2 separate regions of the Mus musculus genome follow, and region 2 is linked to region 1. Evidence: chromatin contacts called from public promoter capture Hi-C data. All regions are on one chromosome and are shown on one strand. Each heading gives the region's core, a stretch centred on a gene start, on an enhancer-like site or on the middle of the called end of the contact. The rest is flanking DNA. Distances are from core to core; before and after follow the strand shown. Region 1 overlaps Slco2b1 (solute carrier organic anion transporter family, member 2b1). Region 2 overlaps Rnf169 (ring finger protein 169).

What was found. Promoter capture Hi-C pulls out the DNA fragments that hold promoters and counts their contacts.
Region 2: a contact with region 1 is called in a promoter capture Hi-C map of the C10 cell line. The contact joins two enhancer-like sites. A contact is called at or near these places in 5 of 39 promoter capture datasets (the C10 cell line, cranial neural crest, embryonic stem cells and 2 more), 2 of 115 datasets of contacts at active chromatin or transcription factors (double positive thymocytes and stem cell-derived neural progenitor cells) and 1 of 9 other capture datasets (embryonic stem cells).

Annotation. Positions count from the first base shown.
Region 1 is chr7:99,660,255-99,666,709 of GRCm38.p6, forward strand. It overlaps Slco2b1 (solute carrier organic anion transporter family, member 2b1), which reads right to left. Exons shown (of 14, transcript NM_001252530.1): 10 at 4,525-4,690; 11 at 2,193-2,356; 12 at 1,264-1,328; 13 at 850-970. Among named protein-coding and RNA genes, the nearest start is that of Gm25409, 9.7 kb to the left of the region's middle. Within about 2 kb of position 4,522, at least 96 of the 459 cell types and tissues checked have an H3K27ac peak or open chromatin away from gene starts, as enhancers often do.
Region 2 is chr7:99,917,027-99,923,133 of GRCm38.p6, forward strand. Rnf169 (ring finger protein 169) reads right to left here. Exons shown (of 6, transcript NM_175388.3): 6 at 3,228-6,107. It overlaps Xrra1 (X-ray radiation resistance associated 1), which reads left to right. Exons shown (of 19, transcript NM_001164258.1): 18 at 1-61; 19 at 354-798. The coding sequence ends at 613. Among named protein-coding and RNA genes, the nearest start is that of Gm5115, 13 kb to the right of the region's middle. Within about 2 kb of position 3,340, at least 8 of the 459 cell types and tissues checked have an H3K27ac peak or open chromatin away from gene starts, as enhancers often do.

The DNA.
Region 1 (6,455 bases), core at 3,272-5,771:
GTCAGTAGACCGGGTGCAACTATGTACTGAGGCCTGGAGAGGGGGGAAGCTCTGCAGGGACCCTGGGGTGTGTCGGGGAGAGATTAAACATCCCTCTTACTTTGTCACTGACAGAAGGATGACCCAGGCTAGCCCTACATATCCTAAAAGCAGGATTCCCCTTTCCCACCTAACTCCTGAAGACCCCTGTTTGGCTTTTCCTTTGCAGAGAAGCCTCCCTAGACAGTCCCAGACTGCAGGAACTGTGTCCTGTGGCTCAGAGACAGAGGCAGCCACTCCCCAGCTGGCTCTTGTCTTGTTTCAAGTCCTTCTACATCTACCTAGCCTATGTTATCCATTCCTGCCTTTGAGCTCCTCTGAGCTCTCCATTGTACAGATAGGAAGACTGAGCCCCAGGGGGAGGGTAAGGACTGTCTGCTGACTGATAGCTTAGAGGAGAGATATGGCTCTGTCATTTATAAGAGCCTGGGGTCTCTTTCTTTAACTGTCATTTTCCTCATTGGGGAGCTATCCAGCATGGATGCGTATGTGGGAAATCCCAGCACTTAAAAGGCTGAGGTGGGAGGACTGTTGTGGGTTCAAGGTCAGCCTGGCTGCTCTAGTGAGATCAAGAACAGCATGGGCATAAAATGAGGTCATGACTCAAAAAAAAAAAGAAAGTATCCAGGGTTTAGTGGCACACGCCTGTAATCCCAGTGATTGAGAGGCAGAGGCAGGAAGGTTGGGAATTCAAGGCCAGCTTCAGTTATACGGTGAATTCCAGACCAGCTAGATGAGAGCTCTCTAGAGGCAGTCTCTAACTTGCAGGATGGGTGTGCTCTGACATGAACTTCCCACCCTGGTGCTTACCGGTTTCGGAGCAGGTCATGGTCGTAGTAGCGGCAGACAGCTCTCCGCCCACAGGTCAGGGCCCAGTGAACACAGGTGGTATCGATGGCACTGCCATGGATCACAGGGCTGGGCATCCAGGCTAGGGAAGGAGAGGCGCAGGGGATAGCAGAGAGTCACCACTCCCCACTCCCCACCCTCAGCACATGCAAGCCACCACACCAAGGCGCTGGGTCTCTTGGAGGGTACCTGCATCATGGGTGGCCTAGGCAGGTACACCACCTCCAAACACAAGGCTAGGGCTTGTTACCCCACCCACTTGGAAGCCCTAAGATCCCACTCATGTCTGTGTATCCCAGGCACACGGAAGACATCTGGATGCCCATCACCACCACCACCACCACCACCACCGAGGTCCCTGGGCAAGCAGTTTACCCAGCACTCTCAGGAGCATGAACTGCATCCCCACTGCCAGGGTTTTATCTTCTTTCTTCACACCTCTGCCAGGAAAGACACGGTTGTATGAGGATGGACTGAGAGACTCAGCCCCAGCGCCAAGCAGCAGCAGGGTCTCAATAGGTGGGTTCCACCCTCTGTGCCAATCTCTCCCAGACTGCAGGTCAGGGGCGTGGGGAAGTCTCAGAGCCTACATCTGTCACTCCACAGCCGACAGAGCCCAGTTACCTGCATCCTAGGCCCACATACTAACTACTAGTGTCGCAGACGCTGCCTGCCCCACATCCTGTAATCCCACTGAATTCTCTAGGTCGTACACTTGGAGAGGCCCAACACTGGGACCTGGAGGCATGCACCAGGTCCAGTTTCCCTAGCACTGTAACGCTGTGACCTGGGATATCCAGCAACGACTGGCTTCTCAACAGTGCCTATGACTGGCACTTAGGGGTTGCTCCCTGTAAGTCAGTCCTGTGCTCAGCTCACTTCACGCCTGGGAGGTGGGCATGTCGCCAGGCCTATTCTGCAGATAAGGGGACTGGCAAGTGTTGAGGACTCAAGTCACGACAGCCGCACGCTCAATTCCCTGCAGGCATCTGCTCCTTCCACATTCTCTCTCATGCCAGCCTGATTTATTGATTGCCATCTTCTAACTTCTAATATTCTTTCCTTCTTCCTTTCTCTTTTATTTTATTTTATTTTATTTTATTTTATTTTATTCTTTTCTTTTCTTCCTCCTTCTTCTTCTTCTTCTTTTTTCCTGACACAAGATCTTTCTGTGTAGTTCCAGCTGTCTTGGGGACCTAGGACACTTTAATGACCTCATTCCTTCACCTCTTCCCTTGAATGTCCCACCCTGGCTGTTGGTAGGGGCTCCTTGTACCCACCCACCCTGCCTGCTCTGCTGTCACCTCAGGATGAGCATGAAGGAAGGTGTGTGGGTGATGCTGGCCAGTCCCGCCCCCAGGCTGAACAGGACAATGAAGGGCAGCACCAGGCGGCTGCAGGCTGACTCACAGGAACCTGCAGGAACAGTGCCATTCCCTGCCACACAGCTGCAGTTGGTGTAGAAGACCTGGGGTGAGGAAAAGGAGAAGAGCCTTCAGGGGCCTCCAAGGGTAGTAGCCAGCCAAGGGCCTGGGCCTAAGGCCTGAGAGCTCCCAAGTTTCTACAGCCAGTAAGGCAGAGCTGGCTGGAGCCCCAGACTCTGACCATTGGTTGATCTGTGATCATTTGAGTCAAGTAAGGTGCCTGGAGACAGTCTGACTGTGCTCACACACTGAGACAGTCTGACTGAGGCACAGCTGTGAGGCAGACACTGTCTCTCTGCCAGTACTAGTGTGTTTGATGGTAGCCTGCAGAACTTCCAGCCAGGGATCAACTAATAGGTGGTCTTACCACCACTGTCCTTAGGTAGCTGTCCTGAGTGAGTCCAGCAAGCTGGGCTTTTTTTCCCTTTCCTATTGTTCAAAGTGTCTATGTGTTTGTTTATTTATTTGTGTGTGTGTGTGTGTGTGTGTGTGTGTGTCTGCACGTGTGCGCATGCGCACGCGCATATGTAAGTGTAGGTACCCACAGAGACCAGAAGAGTGTGTCAGATCTTCAGAGTGGAGTTACAGGTGGCTGCAAGCTGCCAGCCATGGATGCTGGGGACTGAGCTCGGATCCCCTGCTGGAGCTGTCCACTCTTTACACTCGTAAACGTTGAGCCATCTTTGCAGCACTAGGTCAGACCTGGACAATTGGACCATAGTTACTGGAAGCCACAGCCAGCTGGGCAGGGATTGGTGAACTGCTGGCTAGGGTACCTGGAGACCCCTGGGCCTCTTGCTTCTTACTACAGAAAAAAAAATTCTCTGACAATTCTCAGCATGAGAAGGGTTGAGAAACCCAAGGTAGCATTTTGAAAGGATTTAAGCTCAGTGGCTACTGGGATGAGCAAGCAGAAGTTCCCACTGTCAGGGTGCATGGGGAAAGACTTTTGAGGCGAAGTATTTAGGAGATAGAACTAATGAAAGAAGAAAGATAGGATGGCAGAGGGAGGGGCCACTGGGATGTCCACCTATTGCCATGCAGAGCTGCTAGGTATGGCCAGGCTGTACTGGCAGAACTCTAAGCCCTCGCAGCGCTTCACATATGTAAGGAGTGGCCTTTAGGCTTCAGTTACATGCGGAGCAGCCCGCTGAGCTGCAGACGCCCTGGAGTCAGGTCATGGAAAAACATGCCAAAGCAGAGGACTGGCAGGTAGCTCCAACACTGCTCCTTTGCTTGGAAGGACAGCTGGGGTGGACACCAAGGCTGGACACTGCTTTCTAGATTCTTCTCCAAGCTTTCCTCATAGGCATCTATGTCCATGGTGGGAGGTCCTCACAGACGTCTCCAGTCTCCCCCACAGGGATGACTTTGCCTTATAAGCCTGAGATCTTACTCTGTCTCTACCTGAGTGCACCTTGGGCATGGACCAGCCCATTCCTGGGCCCAGGTTCTTATGATGAACCAAGGAGTTACATGTGACAAGAGCCAATCAACCCCAGGCTGGAAAGAATCCCTGAGCGCTGACCCTCCTGAGTGGTGGATCCTCTGAATCCAGTGCAGGCTTCGGACCAGAGACCTTGATTCTAGTCCCAGCTCTGGTATAAGACCTTGGGCACTGCTTAGTCCTTTCCCAGGCCTTCATTTATTATCTATACAATGGGCATAAAAAAAGTAAGTGCTTAAAATCTCCTAGGAACTGTGGCTTTTCTGCTTCCTTGCTAGTAAACTCACCCGGTAAACCACTCAGTGCAAGACCTGGGTGGGGAGGGAAGTCTAGCAAGACACACAAAGTGTGTGTTCCTAAAATCTCTACATATGCTGCTGTCCTGCCTAGAAAGTCCTCCCATCCCAAGCCCTTATTTTCCTAATGATCCCGGAAGATCTGTCACAGATGGTGCTTCTTTTGGGGCCCTCAGAGACCCTCCCAGATGGGCTGTGTCCCTTTCCACGCTTGTATGTACTGGTAGGGACCACTTCTGTCCATCTGTAGCCTGGAGTTCCTGTGGGTCATTTCCTCAAGCAAGCTAGCAGCTGGGAGCTCAGGCTCACCTCCCTGAGCCCTAGCTGGCAACGAAACTTGTTGACAGAACGGGGCTCTGCACTTGCCAAAGCAGAGGAACGAGGCAGAGACAGAGGGAAAGCAAGAGGTTCAGAGTGACAGGCAGCATGTGTGATAGGAGGAGTAGGGTGTGTGGGAGGTTGGCCTTACCTGGCTTTTGCCCAGAGCCTCCTGGACGACACGACCTGTGCAGCCTGCATGGCAGGGTGTGGTGTACTCCACATAGGCACTGGTATCACAAACAGGGTTAAAGTCATCTGATTGGCAGGAGCAGGGCTCTGAGCAGCCAGGAAACAGGCTTGGCCCTGGCTGGGCACTAGACAGAGAAGAGGCAAATGTGTTTGGCTGGGCTCTCTTCTCTCAGGCCTCTGGCTGAAGCCTGGCTCCTACTCTGAGAGGAGTGGCCAGTGATTTCAGCTGCAGCTGTTCCCTGAGGGAGAACCGCTTAAGGAACTTTCCTGATGGGGGAGTGAGGAGTCTGGGCTGTGGAGTGCCCTTTCAACCCTGGATTCTACATGTCTGGGAGCTTCTGCAAATATTCCTGTATTTGGATGGAACACAATTGAAATCCCTTCCAGAAGTGAGTGTCAGATGAAGGGGCCATTCTCTCTTTGAGCTGAATTGTTACTTTGTCTCAGCCAAGGACAGCTGCGGTGGGCCCTGGCAGGAGATGGAGCAGCTGTGGGGCCTCTAACCTATGCCTTCCTCCCTGCGGGACGGTAATTTCTCTGTAATCTGGGCTGGGGTTCCCTTCTCACTGTCGCTTTCCTGAAGTCTCACGACCTCTGTGGTCATTCTCCTGTCCTGCTCACAGTGTCAAGTGCCCCCACCAGAGGACCTGCCCCAGGATCCCAGGCGTGCTCTACCCTAGCTGGAGAACTGAGGTTGGATAGGAGCTGGAGCTAGAAGAGAGGCTGAGTCTAAAGGGGTGAGCACCCTGGGTTGGGGGCTAGAGAACAGCTTTGGGACATAGGCTGTAGCCTGGCTTTCATGCCAGGAGGAAACACAACACCCTTGCCAGGTGACACCGTATCTTCAGTAAAGTGGGTCTATCAACAGAAGCGATTATAGAGATCTCATGGAGACTCAGAGGAACACAAGAGGGAAACTCCATTGGCCTCGGAAAGCCTCAGTGAACTAGAACTTGGAGCGCATCAATTATAAGATCTTTGGTGAGAATATGGGTGAGATGCGATGTCAAGACTGAGGGAGGAGGGGAGAAAGAAGACACAGGCAAGCAGGATGGCCTGAGACCAGTTGAGTGAACTGGGGAAAGTCCCTATTCCTGTACAACTAGTGTCATGGACACCTGCCCAGAGCCAGGGCCTCTTACACACTCAGCAGGCTCAAGGCTCCCCCACCTCACCCCACCCCACTCCACCCGCGTGTGCTTCATAAAGTCTCCATGCAGTCTTTCTAATGGGTTCTATCATTGCCCCTTTGCTTAAAATCCCCACTGACTTGACATGAAACATAATTGCTCAGGCTTGGGGCTTCCTGTGGGCCCATAGGGTGTGGCCCGTACACAGAAGGCCCTACTCCAGACAGCCTGGCTCTTAGAGAAAAGAAGGAATGGAGTCAAGTGATGAGGGTGGGGTCCAAGTGTCTTGGCCCTGAGCTGAGTCCTCCGAAGTCACGTGAGAGAGGGACCAGGTGAGGAAACCTGGCACTTGAGTGGGGGAGGCTGTGCCAAGGGGGAAATTCTAGCTGGGTACTGGGCCAAACAAAGCTTAGTACATCTTCCAGTTAAAATGAGGTCACCGTAGGAAGAGGCAAGGTTTCTTAACCTCGTCTGCCTTCTTGAGGGGGACTGCCCAGTTCCTTGTTCACCTGCTTTTTGAAACCAAGGCATGGAGCTTGTCCCTTCTTGGGCAGACCTAATTTCATCTGGGAACAAATGTCTCTCTCAGGCTATGCTGGGTCCTGCCTCCTATGCGTGGCGTCCATTCCACTTCTGCGGGCCCGCAGGTCTCAGCCTCCCTGGAAATACTATCCCGCAACTGGCTGCACCCTGGCTCTTCCCAGGCCTCCTGGCCTTGGTGTTCCATCCATGCCTCTTCTGTGGCATTGGGTGCCTACCA
Region 2 (6,107 bases), core at 2,090-4,589, 260 kb after region 1:
CTGCTGGATGATATCCTCATTCGCATGCGGGACCCTCGGAATGTTACTGAGGCTCCACTGGGTATGGTGCCAGCTGTCCCATCCGGCGCAAGTTTAGCAAGGAGGGCGGGTGCAAAGCTAGAAGGGAGCATGGTGAGCAGGGAGGGCTGTGGGAAATGGGAATTTCTGAGCGTCTACCTGCAGTGGGCTGTAGCATGCAGGCAGAGGTTTCCACGTCATCAGCACCTTCGGATCTTGTAAGACATGACTTCCTACTGTCGGGGCTGGACTGCTTCTACACACCGAAATACTTTCTGCATCTCTGGGCCAGGGAAACCGGGCGATCCTGGCGCTGTCCTTTCTCATTCCTGTAGGCACTGTGTTGCAGCGGCGCGCACAGCAGCGCCTAGTGAACCAGAAGCAATACCGAGAGGCCAAGAGGCTGCTCAAGGAGTTCCGCGCACGCTACCGGCAGCTGGTACGCAGCTCGCTGCGGACTGTGTTCGCTGCCAGCCCGCCGCCAAGGCCGCCTACCCGCCGTGCGCTGAGCGCCGGCCAGCCCAAGTTGGGCCGCTTCCTCGAGTTCATGGACGAGTTCTGCCAGGAGCCCACGGCCAGCGACTCGAAAGAGTAGAGCTGCACACCGCCCTCCCCAAGGGCTCTGCGCCCTGGACTGTGCCCAGCCCTGAACAGAGGGGGCTTGGGCTCCATTTCGCTCCGTGGTCAGTATGGGGAGCACAGCAGGACCTTGCCTCGGAGCCCGGCCAGGCTGCACCTGGTGGCTGGCCCAGCAGCAATAAAGAGTGGTGTAGAGCAATACAATGTGTGCCAAGTATCCTCCTTGGAGGTCAGGCCAGGGCCACAGTGGCAGTGTCACTAAAGAAAAATCTCTGCTGATTCCTGCATCCCAAGAGGGCTGTGAGTACCCCACCTGAGCCAATCAGGACAGCTTCCCTAAGTGCCTAAGCAGCAGCAAGTAGCCAGCAAGAGGCAGGGTGGGGAGGTGGGGGCTGTAGAGGCCAGGGGACAGTTTTCCTGTGAGGAAGCTTTTTCCATTGTGAGGGTGAAAGAACACAGAATGGTTCCTTTTGAGACCATTGCTGGTAGAAGGGAAGGTTTGGTTCCCCAGTGTCCTATAATCCAGTAAAGAAACAATCTGGCCAAAGCCGACTGGGGCTGCTGCATTCTTGGTGTGTGCCCTGTAGACAGCATCTGGCCCAGGAGGGTCTGGAGAAGTCCACCAGGACTATGCTGGGTGGGACCTAAGGAGGCAGCTGACCTGCAGTACCCAGGGCCCAGGAAGCACAAGGCTTCTTGATCCTCAGCAAGACAGATCCCCCCCCCCTTCCAATTCCAACCATTTGCATATTATTGAACCCAACTTCGCAGACTTATGCAAGTAGCCAGTTAAGCTTATACTAAGCTGTGATCATTCCCAGACATACATGTGATGTACTGTCACTACACAGGTCACCCTAGGTGACAAAGGGTACAGTTAGCCCATTCACAGATGTCTGAACAGAAACAGGTAACACAGTGACCCGCAGCAGTAGCCACACTCAGGGCATTTGTTGACTTGACTGGTCTTTCTGGAGTTCCAGAGCACTCATCTTTCCTTTACTGCTAGGAGAATCCTTCCTGACTCTGACATCGTCGACCCAGCAGGTTCCCTTCAGCCAGGTGTGCTCGTGCCACACATTCTCTCGGATGGACCTACCTCCACCAAAAAAACCCTGTTCCAACCTAGCTTCTTGCCTCTCTTTGGCACTGTTAATGGTGTTGCTACAAGGGACTGTGGAGTATATCTACTGGAGTTCCCCACTTCTGGCTCTGCTCTCTGTACCCCCATGGCAGCCCAATAATGGCACACTGATCTGGGCCAAGCACCTCTTGCTTCGATAGGCTGGGTACCTCTCCTCATCATTCTGAATTCCTTACTTTGGCTTCCCACCTCCTAAGCTGCTTTCATAGAGAGCAGAGTTCAAGCATGGGCCTCCTTTTCCATATATATAATAAGATGTTACAACTGGACCCCCAGAAGGAAGCCACTATGTAGTACCCCAATTTTGCCGCTACTCTAGTAACACTTGGTCAACAGACATGGCAGCTCATGCTTTGTTTTAGACAGGGTCTCATGTAGCCCAAGATGGCCTCCAACTCTGTAGCCAAGGATGGTGCTAGACTCCTGATCCTCCTGCCTCTGCACACTCCAAGCTGGGCTCACTGGTAACTTTTAGCTTCAGTTTGTGTCCTCCAACCTTCCCAACTGTCTCTAGTTACCCAAGATGCTGGTGAGCAATTTGGAAGTTGGGCTAGGAGAGAGAACTGGCAGATGGAGGAGCAGATTGTGTTCACATCCTGAATTAGCTCAGAATCCCATGGTACAGTGGGTAAAGTGGAAGACAGCCTGGTTCCTGGCCCAACCAATTCCAGTCCAGATAGCAACTGGAACCACAGTTTGCCGAGGCCAGTGGTAGAGGTTCTCACTGTAAGGTTAGCAGAAGAGGCAACCAGCACCTTTGCAATCAGAGGGCCCCGCACCTAGACTCTGAACTGCCAGGGCTGGAGTTCCCATCTGGAAAAGGATACAAGCCACCATACCCAGTTAGAAGGGAATTAACAGTGTGCCCAACATCTTGCTACTCTAGAGACCAAGTGCCCAGCACTGTCTTCAAGTCTCCAACTGGCAGCATGGTCACTTTAAGCACTTTCCCTTGAAGGTCTTGGACCAGGTGACAAAGGTCCCACATCCTGCCTCACCATGTGTGACATCAACTCAAAATGGTCTTCCAGGTTCATTTTCTGAGTTTAAAAGGAACAGGTAAACATTTGTTCTCTTTTAATGTGAAACTATGTCAAAGGTGTTTTTTTTATGACTTTCTAGCAATGGTTCCAAAGAAGGATATTTTTAAAAAACCAGATTGCTAAGAGTGGCCATAAGGTGCAAGGATAATGGCGTCCCCAAGTCATTCTTTACTCTTGGTACCTTCAGAGGAACAGGAGTGGTCACAGGAGATCAGGAGACAGTAAGTAATGTCCATTAGAACACGTCAAAAGGCACATTGTTCCCTGTGAAGACCCCACTCCAGTGCTTCCTGCTCATGGCGAATGCCAAAGTGAGGCATTCTAACCCAGCCCCGAGAGCACTAACCCAGGCACCCCCCAGCCCCGAGCGCACCCAAACACCTGCTGCCTTCAGCTTAGGCCACACTGAGACGCAGCTCTCCAGACTGATCAGAAATAGTCTGTTTGCTTTCATGAGTCTGCTTTACTGCATTTTCAACTTGGGCCTTGCCTGGAACAGGCACATACACATTGAAGAATGCACTTTGGTACTGTGTTAATCATCCATCAATCATCCCACTTGATTCCATACCATTCCTTTGTGGTAAAAGCATCCCTGACAGGGCATACCTTGTCCCAAGTCCCTCTATCAAAAGGCTCTTTAGGAGTCAAGGGGATACAGACAGCAGTGGCAGCCCACCAAGATCCAGGGCCCCTTCTCCAATTCTAATGTAAACAGGTTGAATAAACCACAATCATCAGACCACAAGGAGCTGTAACAGGTGGCCTAAAGCCAACAGACAACCATTCTATTTCTAGGTGGAAAGGTTTCCCTCCTGGCTCTTAGGACAACTATATTTATACAGTTATAAGTAAACAGTGTTATCAGGTAGAAAAAAAAACAAACATAGTTGGCATTTCAGCTAGTTATTTCCCGTCTTGCATAGTCTGTCTGCTTGCTTTGCTGGTGGTTATGCCTGAGCAAACTGGGATCTGCTGGGCTCCACTGAGGCTCGGTTTGGAGGGCAGGTAGCAGCTAGAGAGACCCTGGCTGCAGCTGCAGGTATCTGGAACCACGTTGAAGCTGCTCCCGGCCCAGCTTGACATCCGAAGGCTGAACTGTCTGTGCCTCAAACGCAGCACTGGGAAGGGCATGAGCAAGTCTGGCCTTAGCATGGCCTTGTCTAACTCCTCCTAGACCCAAGACTCCGAAGAGTGAGGGAGTGAGGGACCTCAGAGTCTAGGGTCAGCTCTCGTGTGGTGTAAGTTCCCACACTCCTGGCAACAAACTTAGGAAACACAAGAGTGCATTTTCCCCCTCAGAAAAAATCCTGCCAATACACAAAGCTGTCTACTCATGGGGACATGGCACTTTTTCCTCCATCCTGTATGACTAAAAATTGGTAACCTCTGTGTACCTCCAAGTCTCTTCCACAGAACAATCCTCAGAATGCTACCATGGATAACAATCTGGGAAATGTGCATCTCTGTCATCTCTGCCCCTGCCCACCCCCCACCAAAAAAAAAAAAAATTCTGTGCAGCAGCCTCATCCTCAAATCCTGCTGCGTTCTAAGAACTCCAGCTCCATCCATCCTAAGGGCTCAGTCTAAAGAGGACTGTACGGCTGGTGAGGAAAGGGCTGGCTAAGGAAGGGTTAGGACCCTATGGAGTTTGAGTGAAAGAAACCGCCAAGGCTGTTAATTAAAACCACAGCTACTCCAACCAAAATCTCACCAATGACTTAAATCACACTACGGGGTACCCCCTACTAAGTACTTTATATAGTGTGGGTGTATTCAGGAGATACAGGTATTTCTTAACTGAAGAAAACAGAAGAAACAAACATCATAAAACCTGTCATTTGGATGTCCCCTTCACAAACCACATAACTTTCACAATTATTTGGGCCCTGGAGCACTACAGTGGGAACCAGAGCTGTGGGTCTTCATTTAAAGGTAGGGGTTGATGCTGGTCCAAATTTAACCCAATGATGGGCTAGCTAGCTATCCCTACTGGCTCTCTGCTTCAATGACAAGCTAGAAAGAAAGCCCAGTCACTGCCACTGTCAGCTTGGGATGCACTAGGAGGTCACTCAAGTGAAGGACAGGCTTTGTCAGGGCGATCCAGACTTGACTCCTTTCTTGGGATTTGAGCTAAATGCAGCCTTTGAACAGGGGAGACTAGTCTATAATCACTGCAGGGAAAATCCATTCTTCCTTGGGAAAATTACTTAGGAAAAAGCAGAGTTAATCAAACTCAGAAATACTGATAAGGTATAGAAAATGTGAGTGATCTGCTGAGCCAGATCTCCTGAACAGGAACATTGTAGAGCATTGCCAGGGATGGAACGGCCTTTCAAAGTTCATGGATATACTCTTGGGTCAAGCGCATCCATGCACACTGCACTACACATGGCCCAGCACAGGGTGGCAGGTCTAAGAGCTCAGAAGTGCCTTCTGAATGAACACAGCCTCCCTCACTAGCCTCCCATTTTAGTCAGTGGCCAGTTTGTAATCAGACAATAACTAAATAGCTTTAATTTTTGAGGGGCATTTTACCTTAAAAAAAAAAAAGACTTAAAAAAAAAAAGTACTTCTTCCATAATCAAAGAATTTTTTTTTAAATAAATGAGGTCAGTTAGGAAGGATTTCTAGTCAAGTCTCAGGCAGACTTTTTTCTTTCTTTCTTTTCTTTTATTTAAAGAGGCAACTAAGGGCCCGAGGCCAGAGGCTGGGTGCTGGCAGAGTACTAAGGGCCCGAGGCCAGAAGCTGGGTGCTGGCAGAGTACTTCCCGACTTGATACCAGCACATCAGGCCCAGATGATTTAGATGACTTCTTCAAACAGGTATAAGGGTTCCCCTCTAGAGAAGGGCTACCAAGCCCTCTTGAGGCATAGCACATCTCTTGGATTCCCCATCAGAAAGACTTAGCCTCCTGTCTCTCCTAGTTTCCTCTTTGCACACACACTAAGGAGCACAGCAGAATGTGGGCAGTGTGCAGGTCGCTAGGACTGCAGTGACTGCAGCTAGTTCTAGCTGTAAAAGGATGTCTTCCACTCAAGCTCACCAGCCTCCCAAGCGTTCTCTTCCCTGGTCCATTTTCTCCTATGGGATCCCCATCAGCAACTGTAGCTGCAATGGACTTCAGTCAAACACCAAGATGGGGAATTCTCAGAAATGAAGTGTTCAGGTTTCACTGAGTTTGAGAGCATCTTGTATGCAGATACGTTAGTAGTTTTTCCATTTTCAAGGGTAAGCAAACTAAAGAATAAGCCACGCCTTCCCAACATAAACTGTTTTGCCTCTATTTCAAGGGCCACTGCTCTCAGCAGGAATTATGGGA